Regions from separate parts of the Gossypium hirsutum genome. Here region 1 is linked to region 2. A link is a contact called in public Hi-C data. All regions are on one chromosome and are shown on one strand. Each heading gives the region's core, a stretch centred on a gene start, on an enhancer-like site or on the middle of the called end of the contact. The rest is flanking DNA. Distances are from core to core; before and after follow the strand shown.

What was found. Hi-C and Micro-C count contacts between places; a contact is called where the count stands out from the background.
Region 1: a Hi-C map of leaf shows a contact between it and region 2, with 2.9 times the contacts expected there. The contact joins the promoter of LOC121211372 here to the promoter of LOC107925663 in region 2. A contact is called at or near these places in 2 of 34 Hi-C or Micro-C datasets (both in leaf).

Annotation. Positions count from the first base shown.
Region 1 is chrA12:17,749,900-17,756,183 of Gossypium_hirsutum_v2.1, forward strand. It overlaps LOC121211372, which reads right to left and starts at 4,444. Exons shown (of 2, transcript XM_041084128.1): 1 at 4,200-4,444; 2 at 3,177-3,672. The coding sequence starts at 4,444. The coding sequence ends at 3,177.
Region 2 is chrA12:17,330,000-17,335,557 of Gossypium_hirsutum_v2.1, forward strand. It overlaps LOC107925663, which reads left to right and starts at 2,212. Exons shown (of 12, transcript XM_016856376.2): 1 at 2,212-2,960; 2 at 3,046-3,130; 3 at 3,739-3,811; 4 at 4,242-4,331; 5 at 4,523-4,645; 6 at 4,767-5,276. The coding sequence starts at 3,048.

The DNA of each region.
Region 1 (6,284 bases), core at 3,194-5,693, 420 kb after region 2:
TTAAACATATATTTGTATTTTAAATACATGGTTTTCACACGAATTCAAGTATGATAAAATTTCGGGTGTAAATAAAATTATTTAAAAATATTTTTATTCAAATCTAAGTATTAAAAATATAAAAATATATTTTATTTTTTTTAGAGGAATAAAGCTGGTTTTCATTTAAAAAGGAGGATAAATAAAACATAAAGTTATGCATTGGGGATAATAAAAGTACTAACCCAAATATCTAAAAAAGTAATACCAATGAATGAAACCCAAAAAAAAAACATAAAGAAAAACCTCCTATAAACCACCCACAGGAAAACCAACAGACTCTCCAGAAAACCAATAGCCAAACCAGATAGAAAAACACAAACCATGGAGAGTGACAGCTTTGGATTGCAATCGGAGTGAAAGATAAGGAGATTCCGAGAAAACCGAAGCCAAAAACCAGCAAATTAGCAATGGGTAAATCATGTTCTTGGAGTGTGCAGCCTCGTTTTGTTCTCTCCATAAATGGGAAAAGGTAACCGATTCAAAACTAATAACCATGTTCTTGATTTCCAGGATGATTGGGCTTAGGATCGATCTATCTTGTTCTGACGATCTGAGTTTTTTGATTAGTGCAAGAGAATCTCCTTCAACCTCAATATATTGGAAACCCAGTTCACCAGCAAACCAGAGCGCCCTCTCGCATGCCAAAGCTTCTGCCACAAACGCATCTGCAACATGTAGATGAGGGTAAATGCATGCCCCTAGTATGAGTCCTTCCTCATTTCTTATAATAATTCCTGAAAAGGATTAATGGAAATTAATTTTTACAAAACCCTGGTTTTGAGTTTTCCAGCTACCTTTTTTTTGAGCACTCAGATGGGTATTTTCATAGGATAGTGAATTTAATTCATTCAGATAGCCAGTAATAAAGCAGGAAATCTCTTGAACTGATTGTCGAATACCCTCGTGTAGTAATTGGTTTCTGTTAAACCAAAGCGCCCATTTGTCACTGTTAAGATTTTCCTGTTCAGATCATCACCCATCATAAAAGAATCGATTAACCATTTTCTGTGTTCCATCCTTGTAGGGACAGTTGAACGGGTTATATGTAGAGCATCCATAACTTGAATCGTCAATAGGCAGAAGCTGAGTATGTGATCGACAGAATCCCACTTATCTGAACACATTAGACATGCACTAGAAGTAGAAAGATGACGCTTTTCCAGATTTGTAAAAGTAGGAAGAAAGTTTCTGTACGTTTTCCACAAATGTATTTTGATTTTCTGCGGTAATTGTAGAGACCACAGTTTGGTAAAAAATGTTGTAGCTGTTATGCCTGTAGAATCATTAGGAATATTTTGTTTTGGCAGTTTTGATTGAGTCAAGAGTCTGTATCCACTCTTTACTGTATATACTACTGAGCCATGCACACGCCAAATTCGAATATCTGGAATTTGCAAGCGAGATAGAAGGGTGGACAGAATTGCGTCAACCTGAGTGGCATCAGCAATTTCTCGGACTGCATCTTCACACCAGGTACCCTTTTCATGATTAATTAAATCCGCAACCAATGTATACTTTGTGGTGATGTTCCGGCATTTTAATCTTCTGTTTTTTGAACCAGGAATCCACTGAGCATTCCAGAGATTCACACTTGCCCCGTCCCCAATTCGCCAGCCACTACACATTTCCAGTTATCCCCGCGCAGCCATAATACTTCGCTAGGTAAGGGATGGGTAAGAACCTAGCCCAGCTAAAATAAAATCTAAACCAAACCCAGCTAAAATAAAATCTAGGTGTTGGTGATATTGCGCCTTTAATACTTTTGCTAACAAACAATCAGGCTGGGTCTAAATTCGCCAGCATTGTTTTGCTAATAAAGACACGTTAAAGCTTACCAAATCGTGAAATCCTAATCCACCTTTTGACTTCGATGCACATAATACCTTCCATAAGCTCCAATGAATCCGCTTTGCCGTTTTTGCGTTTCTCCACCAAAATCTATTAAGTACGTTTTTGAGCTTTGCACATAACGATTTAGGGAAGGGAAAACATTGCATTGCATAGACTGGTAGAGCTTGCAAAACTGACTTTATTAAAGTCTCCCTTCCACTCATAGATAGATATCTGAAATTCCAACTTTTCATTCTATTTTTAAATCTATCAACATAGTAAGAGAATGCCCTATTCTTGCTACGCCCTATCATAACTGGCAACCCAATGTACTCTGCATTGGAAGATACATGGACTCCCAAAGCATTCGAGACAACATTTCTATCATCTTCTTGCACATTCGAGCCAAAGAAAATTAAAGACTTGTCATAGTTGATCTTCTGACTTGAAGCCTTTTCATATGTCGAAAGAATATGTTGGATGTTCTCTGCCCTATCTTTTGAAGCATCCTCAAACAATAAGCTATTGTTTGCAAAATATAAATGGTTAACGGACAAAGAGCTTTTCCCGATTCTAACACCATTCACCGCCTTTTCCTCCTTAGCTTTCTCAAGTAGCACAAGGAAGCCTTTGGAACAAACAAGGAATGGGTATGGGCTAAGATGATCGCCCTGTAAGGCACAATTTTGTAGCTTAGATTCTCATTGATACCCACAGTATAGCTAATGGAAGCCACGCAGTTCATTATTAAAGTGATCCAGTCTATATGGAAACCTAATTTAAGCATCGGTTAGGAAGTCCCATTCTGCTCTATCGTAAGTTTTGCTCATGTCTAATTTGAGAGCAAAGCTACCTTTTGCGCCCCATCGCTTTGACTTAAGGGAATGTAAAATCTCATAGGCAATCAGAGAGCCATCTATTTAGAATAAAGGCTCCTTGTGCCTCTTTTATGCATACATTTAGTAACCCACTCATTCTATTCACTATAGACTTGGCAATTATTTTGAACAACACATTGCGTACACTAATAGGTCTAAATTGAGTAATGTCTTTCGGGTTTCTAACCTCGGGAATCAGGACGATATATGTGCAGTTAATCTCCTTCACAACAATGTCTCCACGAATAATGCTTAGACAAAATGAGGAAACCTCAGGACCCACAGTGCTCCAATGGGGTTGATAGAAAAGTGTAGGGAAACCATCTAGGCCAGAAGCTTTCAGAGGCACCATATCTTTCATTGCCACCTATATTTCTTCCATAGTAAATACCTGCAATAACTTTTCGTTCATGTCATTTGTTATACTCATTCGAACATTCTTATTTGTGATAGTGTAGGGAAACCATCAAGGCCAAAAGCTTTCAGAGGCACCATATCTTTCACTGCCACTCGTATTTCCTCCATAGTAAATACCTGCAATAACTTTTCGTTCATGTCATTTGTGATACTCATTCGAACATTCTCAAATATTACAGTCGAATTGTCCTTATCTGAAGTAGTAAAAACGTTCTTGAAATATCCAGAAATAGTCGCCTCAATACCTTTCTCGTCCTCAACCCATTCACCAATATCATTCATTAGGCCTTTAATAAGATTAAATTTCCTTTTTGCTGTAGTGGAACCATGGAAGAACTTTGAATTATGGTCCCTGTACTTCAACCAATTGATACGCGCATGTTGCTTCCAATACCTTTCTTCTTTATCCGCCTCTAAATTTAATTGTAAACGGATGTCTGTCAGCTCAAGAAGAGTGTCATCCTTGGGTTCTTCTGAAACTAACAAATCTAATGTGTCTTCTACACTTTTTTCTTGGCCTTTCAGTCAATCTTTAGTTGGGAACTTCACTCCATGAGTTGGCAACCCAACTTGTTTAATTTGATAGGAAGGGGGTCGGCATTCAAATCCCAAAATTCTTTGACCACATTCTCACAGTCTCCCTCCAAGCACCAATTGGCATCAAATTTAAATCTTCTTTGGCCTTTTCTTCTATTACCAACTTTCGAACCCACGAATTTTACATAAATCAGACAATGATTGGATATTGAGTGCGAAAGGTGATTAATTGCGAAATTTGAAAAAAGATTCCACTAACTAGAATTCACAACTGCCCGATCAAGACATTCCCTAATATTTTTAGCCTCAAATTTTTCTCGTTCCCCATGTGTACCATCTCCCATCTTGACCCAAATCATGAAGGTCACAATCCAGAAGTGCAGATTGAAAGTCTTGCATGTCTCTCCCCTCGAACACGTTCACCTGATTTTTCAAAGGAGTAGGTAATTTCGTTGAAATCCCCTACCACCAACCATGGGAGAGATTGATCAGTACCCGGTCTCTGAAGAAAATTCCAAGGATAGCTGATGTCGCCCCTCAGGATGACCATAAAATCCCGTTAGGCGCCATTTAATATCACTACTTTCTTCGTACACCTCAACATCTACATGGTGATTAGAAAAACTACGCAAGGTTACCTTCATATTTGTTGTCCATCCTAAAGACAACTCCCCTTTAGACCCGTTTGCTCCTATATCAATCCCATGGCTATAGCCCCAATATCTTTGAATATTCTCCATCCTGTGAACATTGAATTTTATTTCCATGAGAAATGAAATTGGGGGACGAACAACTCTCAATTTATTTCTAAGCCAATTAACAGTCTGTGGGTTCCCTAGCGTGCTAATTAGCAGAATTAAAAGGATTTTTGGATATGTTTTATATATTTTATTATTTTTAAACATTAATATGAATTTTTAGGGGAATCAATCTTGTATTTGGAACTTTTTTTTTGAAATAGATTCTTAATCCGACTTGACTCATAACCTTTAAATGCATTGATAGTGTATATTTATGTGCATTATTAATTAACTATACGAAGCGACCTTAAGAAAAACTTATACAAAGCCACATCAAATGAAATAAAGTAAATTTAATTAAAAGTTTTTGACAATGTATCATCATTTAATGCATAGAATTAAGTTAAATTAAAGAGATATGCTCTTTTTTTAAAAAAATATATTTGGAAGAAAACGCAGTTTTTGGAGAGAAAGTGAGTGAAAACATGTTTTACTGAAGATTAATAATTTAGTTTTATTGATTAGATGGGTAAATGTTAGTACTTTTATCCTTTAAATCTTGAGTTTGATTTTTATCCTACTTATAGTTGTAATTTTTATTTTATGTTGTTTTAAGATTTTATTTTTATTTTTAATTAATATTTTTAATACATTAACTCTTTTAGTTAGATGGTTAGATAATTGTGATTTCATCCTTGAGTCTCAAGTTTGAATTCTCTTATAAATATTTTAATATGTATTTTTTATTTATTGTTTTTCAAACTTTTTATTTTTAATTACAGTTTATAAATTAATAAATATTTTTTTTCAAGTTTCTTATCTTTAATTATTAACTATTTTATTTATAAAATGAAATAAATTATTGCAAATATAATTATTTTTAGTACATATAACTTTTATATGTGTAATATTTATTTTCCAAGCCCTATCATGAGTGTAGTAAATTGACATATTATATATTTTTGTATGTATATTTAAAATGATTATTTGAAATATTTCACCTATAAAAATATTTTAATATCATACTCACAACGTAGATGAAAAAACAATGATATTTAAAATAATTACATGATTTTATAATATTAGAAATCACCATACTCATGATATAGGCGAATAAAATACATATTATATATATCTAAAGAATTAGTTGATATTTTTAAAAAATAATTATATCTTTATTATTTAATTTTATTAATAAAAGAGTTATTAATTTAAAATATAAAACTTGAAAATAATATATTTATTAATTATAAACATTAATTAAAAATAAAAAAAACTTAAAACAAAAATACATATTAAAATATTTATAAAAAAATCAAACTTGAGACTAAAAGATGAAATCATAACCATCTAATCAAAAGAACTAATATATTAAAAATATTAATTAAAAATACTAAAAATTTAAAATAATATGAAATAAAAAAAATTTAAACAAACATTAACATTTAACTATCTCATTAGTGAATGAAATTTCCTCTTAAAAAGTATCGGGTAAATATTCGTGCATCTTGATATAAAATTATAGCACCAAATAGGAGCCGTTGATTGGTGGTAGAGGGAGGAAGAAATAAAGAAGGTGAGGGCGAGAAATGCGGTACGGAGGAGGAATCTGATGCGGACATGACGCTTCCCAAATCAGAGGGGAGACCCAATAATTGCTCCCCACGCTGTCCCCCACTCTTTATTCTCTCTTCCCTTCTTCTACTGTCCCCACCCATCAATCCCTCTCAATCACGCTGCTCCATCTCTCCTTTACTCTTTTTCTTTTTAACTTCCTAAATATTTTACTATCTTTGCCATGCTTCTCTTTAGGATGATGGCGACACCACAAGTTTAATTT
Region 2 (5,558 bases), core at 962-3,461:
AAAAATCCAGTTGATCCATAATATGAAGTATGTCTGTGAGTTTGATTACAAAATTCAGATTCTCTTCAACTTATTTCAAAACCAAAATATAATTTTATTGGTAGTTTTCGTGACATGGAAGCAAACCATCTGGCTTGCACACAAATGTAATGTAGGAGGTGGTTTCATTTGTTTATTACTTGTTTCGGCTGCAACAATTTCAACCCTTTGCTGTTACAGGTAGCTCCATCATATCACATCACCACTTACCAAAGCTACAGTAATTTTTTTATGTTTCTTAAAATATTCATCGATAATGGAGATAGCAAAAGAGAAAACATCAGTAATAGTATTATAGAACCCTCTACAGATTGCATTTTATCTTTTTCTTTTATTAAAAATTGATAATTTCTTTTATATTTTAAAAAATTAGTTTATAATGATCCGAGGCATGCTAGGTGTATTTATTGTTGACAGAAAAGGATAGTTTTTAATATTAAATATTGATAAATTTTTAAAAAATAATTAATTATTTTTTATCTAATATACAATGAGTAATTTATCTATTTTTAAATATAAAAATTAAAATATAATTTAATTTTTAATATAAAAATTTAACATACTCATAATTTATCTATTTTTTAAATATAAAAATTAAAATATAATTTAATTTTTAATATAAAAATTTAACATACTCATATTCAATACTCACTATAATAAAATCGCTTTCATAAACAACCAGCAGCAACTAACAAAAATACCCAAAATTTTCCCTTAATCTAGCAATCCTTAATCCTGAAGTTTAATCATATTAAAACGTCATTTCTTTTTATTTTTCCTCCCAAAGCTACCTTGTTTGTTACATCCATTAGTTTATTATAGACAGGACTTTTGGATTTTTCTGCATTCTCATTATAAAAAAGCTGCCAAGTAAACAATTATTAATAGAAAGTTTTTCAATAAGCAAACTCTTTATTTATCTTCCTTGTTGCAGTGATTATTAAAAAAAAAAAAACCTTTTTTTCTCAGTAGTTGAGTATGGCGACAAAAAGAGAGACCTGGCCACCTTACAACACGCACAACCTTACTTTATTATTTTTACTTTTTTCTATTGATATTATAGAAGGTCAAAGCTCCTTAATCATATATGTGTGTGCATATGTACATATATTTTATTGATTATTTTAATTATGTGGATTCTATGACAAATGTTAGTCTCTTTGATACTGCAAGACAATATGGGTATCTGGTTAGGAACCTATTTTGTCCTAAAAGAAAGAAGATTTAGACAAAGAGAAACCCCACAAAACCCTCATATTCCTTTAGGCATCCAATGTTTTACCTTTCATCCCTTTTGAGGTTCAGAGGCTACTTTTTTTTTTAAAACTTTTTATGCCTGTGTTAGAAACTTACATTTGGACATAATTGAAGTCCTTGATTAGTGTTCATAATCCGTTATTTTTGGAAGCACTTGCTTTTCAGAAGAACTGAGACTGTTAACGATTTATTGGATATTATATGGACTGCCTGTTTGATAATATATTAATGAAATTTGGGGGGGGGGGTTTGCCAGATACCCCAAATTATTTGCTACAGCATTGTTTGTACAAGATTAGTTGAAAAACCAACTCAGATACCAGATTTGGTTGTAGATTAGGGGAACTCATGGCCTTTGGGTTGAAATAATTCAACAAATAATCAAACTAACCATCATTTCACCTATATTAAACAACCATTTTAATACTGTAAATGATGATTTTGTTAAATGTCCAGTTGCCAATCATGAGACAGAAACTTTTGTCATGTGTATGTACACATGTGATAGGGTGGTGTTCACATTTGTGTCAAACAAGTAGGTGAATAGAATGCACCAAGATCAAGTTAAGTGCTGAGCTAACTTCATGGCTACAGTAAAGTTGGAGGGGGACCTTCTTTTGTTCTTTTCAGATTGGTGGAGAAAAAAGATGTACATGTTAGCTAAGACAAGAATTTCAGGTGGCCAGATTTCTGTACCTCTCCAGTTTTGGCTTATTACTAAATGAAATCAATGGAAATTAAATAATACTTTGGTAATTAAAAGAAAATTTAATGGCTACCCATGTCTCTAATACTAATCCTATGTCTAACATACATGAAACTGAATGGATTGTAGAATCACACAAAGTGATACATAGTAATTAGTACAGGATGAGACAGGGAAGGAGGGATGGTCACCAACTCCCACTTGCTCTTCAACAATGGAAGGGAAAAAAGAAATTAGAAATTGACTAATGGAGGTATCAATAAATATATGATTGTGAGGGCTAAAATATTCTTTTCTCTAAGCTCTAAATAGTTGTAGGTATTATTTATCTTTCTTCAATTTGTCTACTTTAAGATCTCTGGTAGTCGGTTGATTGAAGAACAGTGACTACTTTTGGACATTTGACAATTGACGTTAAAGGGGGGATAATGTCAAAAAAACAAAGCTTGAGTTGTGTTGTGTTGGGGGTATACCTATGCCAACTTTCCTCTTCCCTTGAAGCCCACGAGCTGGTTTTACATCTTTTAATGTAAAGAAAAAGAAAGAAAGAGAGCCTCCTTAATTTACAAAAGCTAACTGGTTTCTTGAGTGAGTGAAAATTGAGCAACTTAAGAAAAAAGAGAAAGAAACGCTGGTCAAAAGCCAACAAAGTCTCATTTTTCCTTATCCGTATTTGTGGGTTTTATGCAAAAGCATATTTCAGACTTCTGCTAATTTTCAGACTGGTGTTTTTTATCAGCAAAATGATCACTTTCTGCATTGTGGGTAGTTCCTTGAAGTCCCAGTACACTTGAAAATGCAAGAAGACAAGTTTAGTTTTGGAGTGTAATCAAGGGTCTCTAAGAACCCCCATTTGTTCTTTCTCTTCTCTCAAATTGTGTGTAGTGCACTCTGCTGGTTCATCTTCCTCAGTAACCCCCTGGTGTTCCCCTTGTTTTTTTCTTTTAGAGCCTAACTGGTAAAAGCCTTGATACATTTTCATCTGTCTTTTGGTTTTTCTGCTCAGATATAACGCAATTTATCTCTGATGCTATTTTTCTCAGTGATGGGGTTTCAACTTCAAGGCAGTGGAGAAAGTGAAATGTTGGGGTTGAAAGTGACATCTTCAAGGCATAAGCGTTCCAAGAGGTGACCCTTCAAAAAAAAGACTTTTGTTTGTTTGGGATCACCTTTCTTGTAAAATGTTAAGCTTTTTGTCTAACAGGAACGAGTTCTGAAATGGGGTTTGCTTAAAGAAAAACTGGGAACTTTAAGCATTTACAGAAGTAGAAAACCTTAAAGGCACAATTGGCTATTAATTTGGCTCTATGTCCATACCCCCTACTTTTGGTTGTTCATTAAATGCATTCAGGGGTCCAAATGGAGTTTGAAAATTAGCTTCTGTCATTAAATGTTTCTTTTCTTTGCTAAAGATTTTTTGTTTGTTCTTTATTTTATAAGTATCGCTTGTAATTAATAAGTCAGAGGTGAGTTACTTGCAAGCAAATGAAAACCGTTTTTGAGATGGTTTTCAGAAAATGGTAGCTAAGTGGATCACTGATACGGGGCGGATGATGAATAGACACCCTTGGTCTCCTTCTTTGTAGAAATATGTGAGAAAAAAAAATTAAATATTTTGGTTTGAGTTTTGCAAAATAGTAATGAGACGGCTACGAGTTGCAATGGCTGTCCTTAAATCCTGCTTTGTGCAAAGTTTTATCTATTGATTCATGGTGCTTGATTTTGTCACATAGCAGCTTGTCTGATAAGCAAAGAGTTGAAGAAGATGGGTTGGATGATTCTCTTGAAGAATCAAATCGTATAAAGCTGGTAATTTTCCCTTTTCCTTTAAGCTGTAAAAAGTAATCTGTAAGTTAATGATTTGATTATCTTATTGTTCTTTGACTAATGACTCCTTTTTTCATGCATCCAATGCAAAGGCCTAGTAGAGTGCCAGCCATATATATTTATTACAAGGATCTCTTTCCCTCTTTTCTTTCTTTTTCTTTTTTTGTCCCCTTTTTCCTCTTTATTGCTACGATATGATAGTTTATAAGAGGAGGTTCCAAGTGGGAATCGTGTAATCTAAATCTTTAATATAGATCTAGATGGAGCCGGATAAAATGATTGTATTTATGCATGAAAAACTAGGATATAAGCCTTTGTTTAGCATCTTTCACTAGACTAATCATTCATATCAATGACAAAAGGCTCATCCTATATCAATGCTAAAGAATATTTTTCCATTATGTGGTACCAGGATATGAGGCACCTGAAGAACTCTGTCAAAACCCAGAAGAAGCAATCTTCCACCCCCCACACCGAGGTGCAAAGCACTTTGAAGCAAGAGGTGTAGAACTGAATCTGTTTTTGTTCATTGTACTCATCCTTGGGTTACAGAGGGCTTGAATTTGGTTTGGGAGTGGCCTGGTCAGGTCTATTGTGACCCAAGATTAGGCTGCAGCTCACAAATTTTGAAGTTCTGTTGCTCATATTAATTTCTTTTTGTTTCTTTTTTTTTTCCGAAAATCTTTTGTGCAGATCTTGCAGCTTGAGAAAAGATTACAAGATCAATTTGATATTCGCCGTGCTGTAGAAACAGCACTGGGTTATCAAATTTCCTCCCATGAGCATACAAATGAAACACCAGTCTCCGTATCTAAGGCAACTCTTCTGACTTCTTATTTCTCTGGGAATTTTTCCAAATTCAGTTTCTTGACTTTTTGCCCTTTCATTATGCATTCTTCATGTCTCCCTCTTGACAGTTGGCACTGCTTTTCCGCAGCCACCTACGGAGCTAATCAAGGAAATTGCTGTTTTAGAATTGGAAGTTGTATATTTGGAACAATACCTTCTCTCCTTGTATAGGAAAGCCTTTGATCAACAAGTTTCATCTATTTCGCCTTCTAAAAGGGATGAAAGGTTAAAAACACCTATACATACCCCTAGTATAAGGGATGAAAGGTTAAAAACACCAGTAAATACACCAAGTAAAAAGGATGAAAGGTTAAAAACACCTGTGCATACTCCAAGTGGGCGATTTTTGGAAGTTCCTAGACTTGATGATGATGCATCAAAAGTTGATAATTCAGCTGTGCAGTCTGGTTACAATGAGAATTCATGGAAGGAGCCTATTGACATTGTAGGAGAAAAACTATTAGATTCCAGTGTTAACCGCTGTTATTCCACACTGTCACAGCGTTCAAAGTTTCCGAGTTGGACATCTCCTCTGGATGAGACTTTGGCTGATAAAGCCGTGCGTGCCTGCCACTCACAACCTTTGTCCATGATGGAGGTAACGTACTTGTACCATGCAATCTTCTGAGAATTTGTATTTCTGTGTACTTTACATTGTTCAGTTAATTTCTGGTCATATTACATGTTGATAGAGCCTTCAGTAATTTGTTGTTTCTGGAAAAATAACGTGCAACAACTTTACCCTTCAAATAAATGATTGCAAAGTTTCCACTCTCCATGCTTGAGCTACTGTAATTCAATCATCATCACCCGCTTTTGATTGCATCCACCAAGAGAACAAGTTACATTTATGGGAGAATAATCTCACATGTGATGTGTA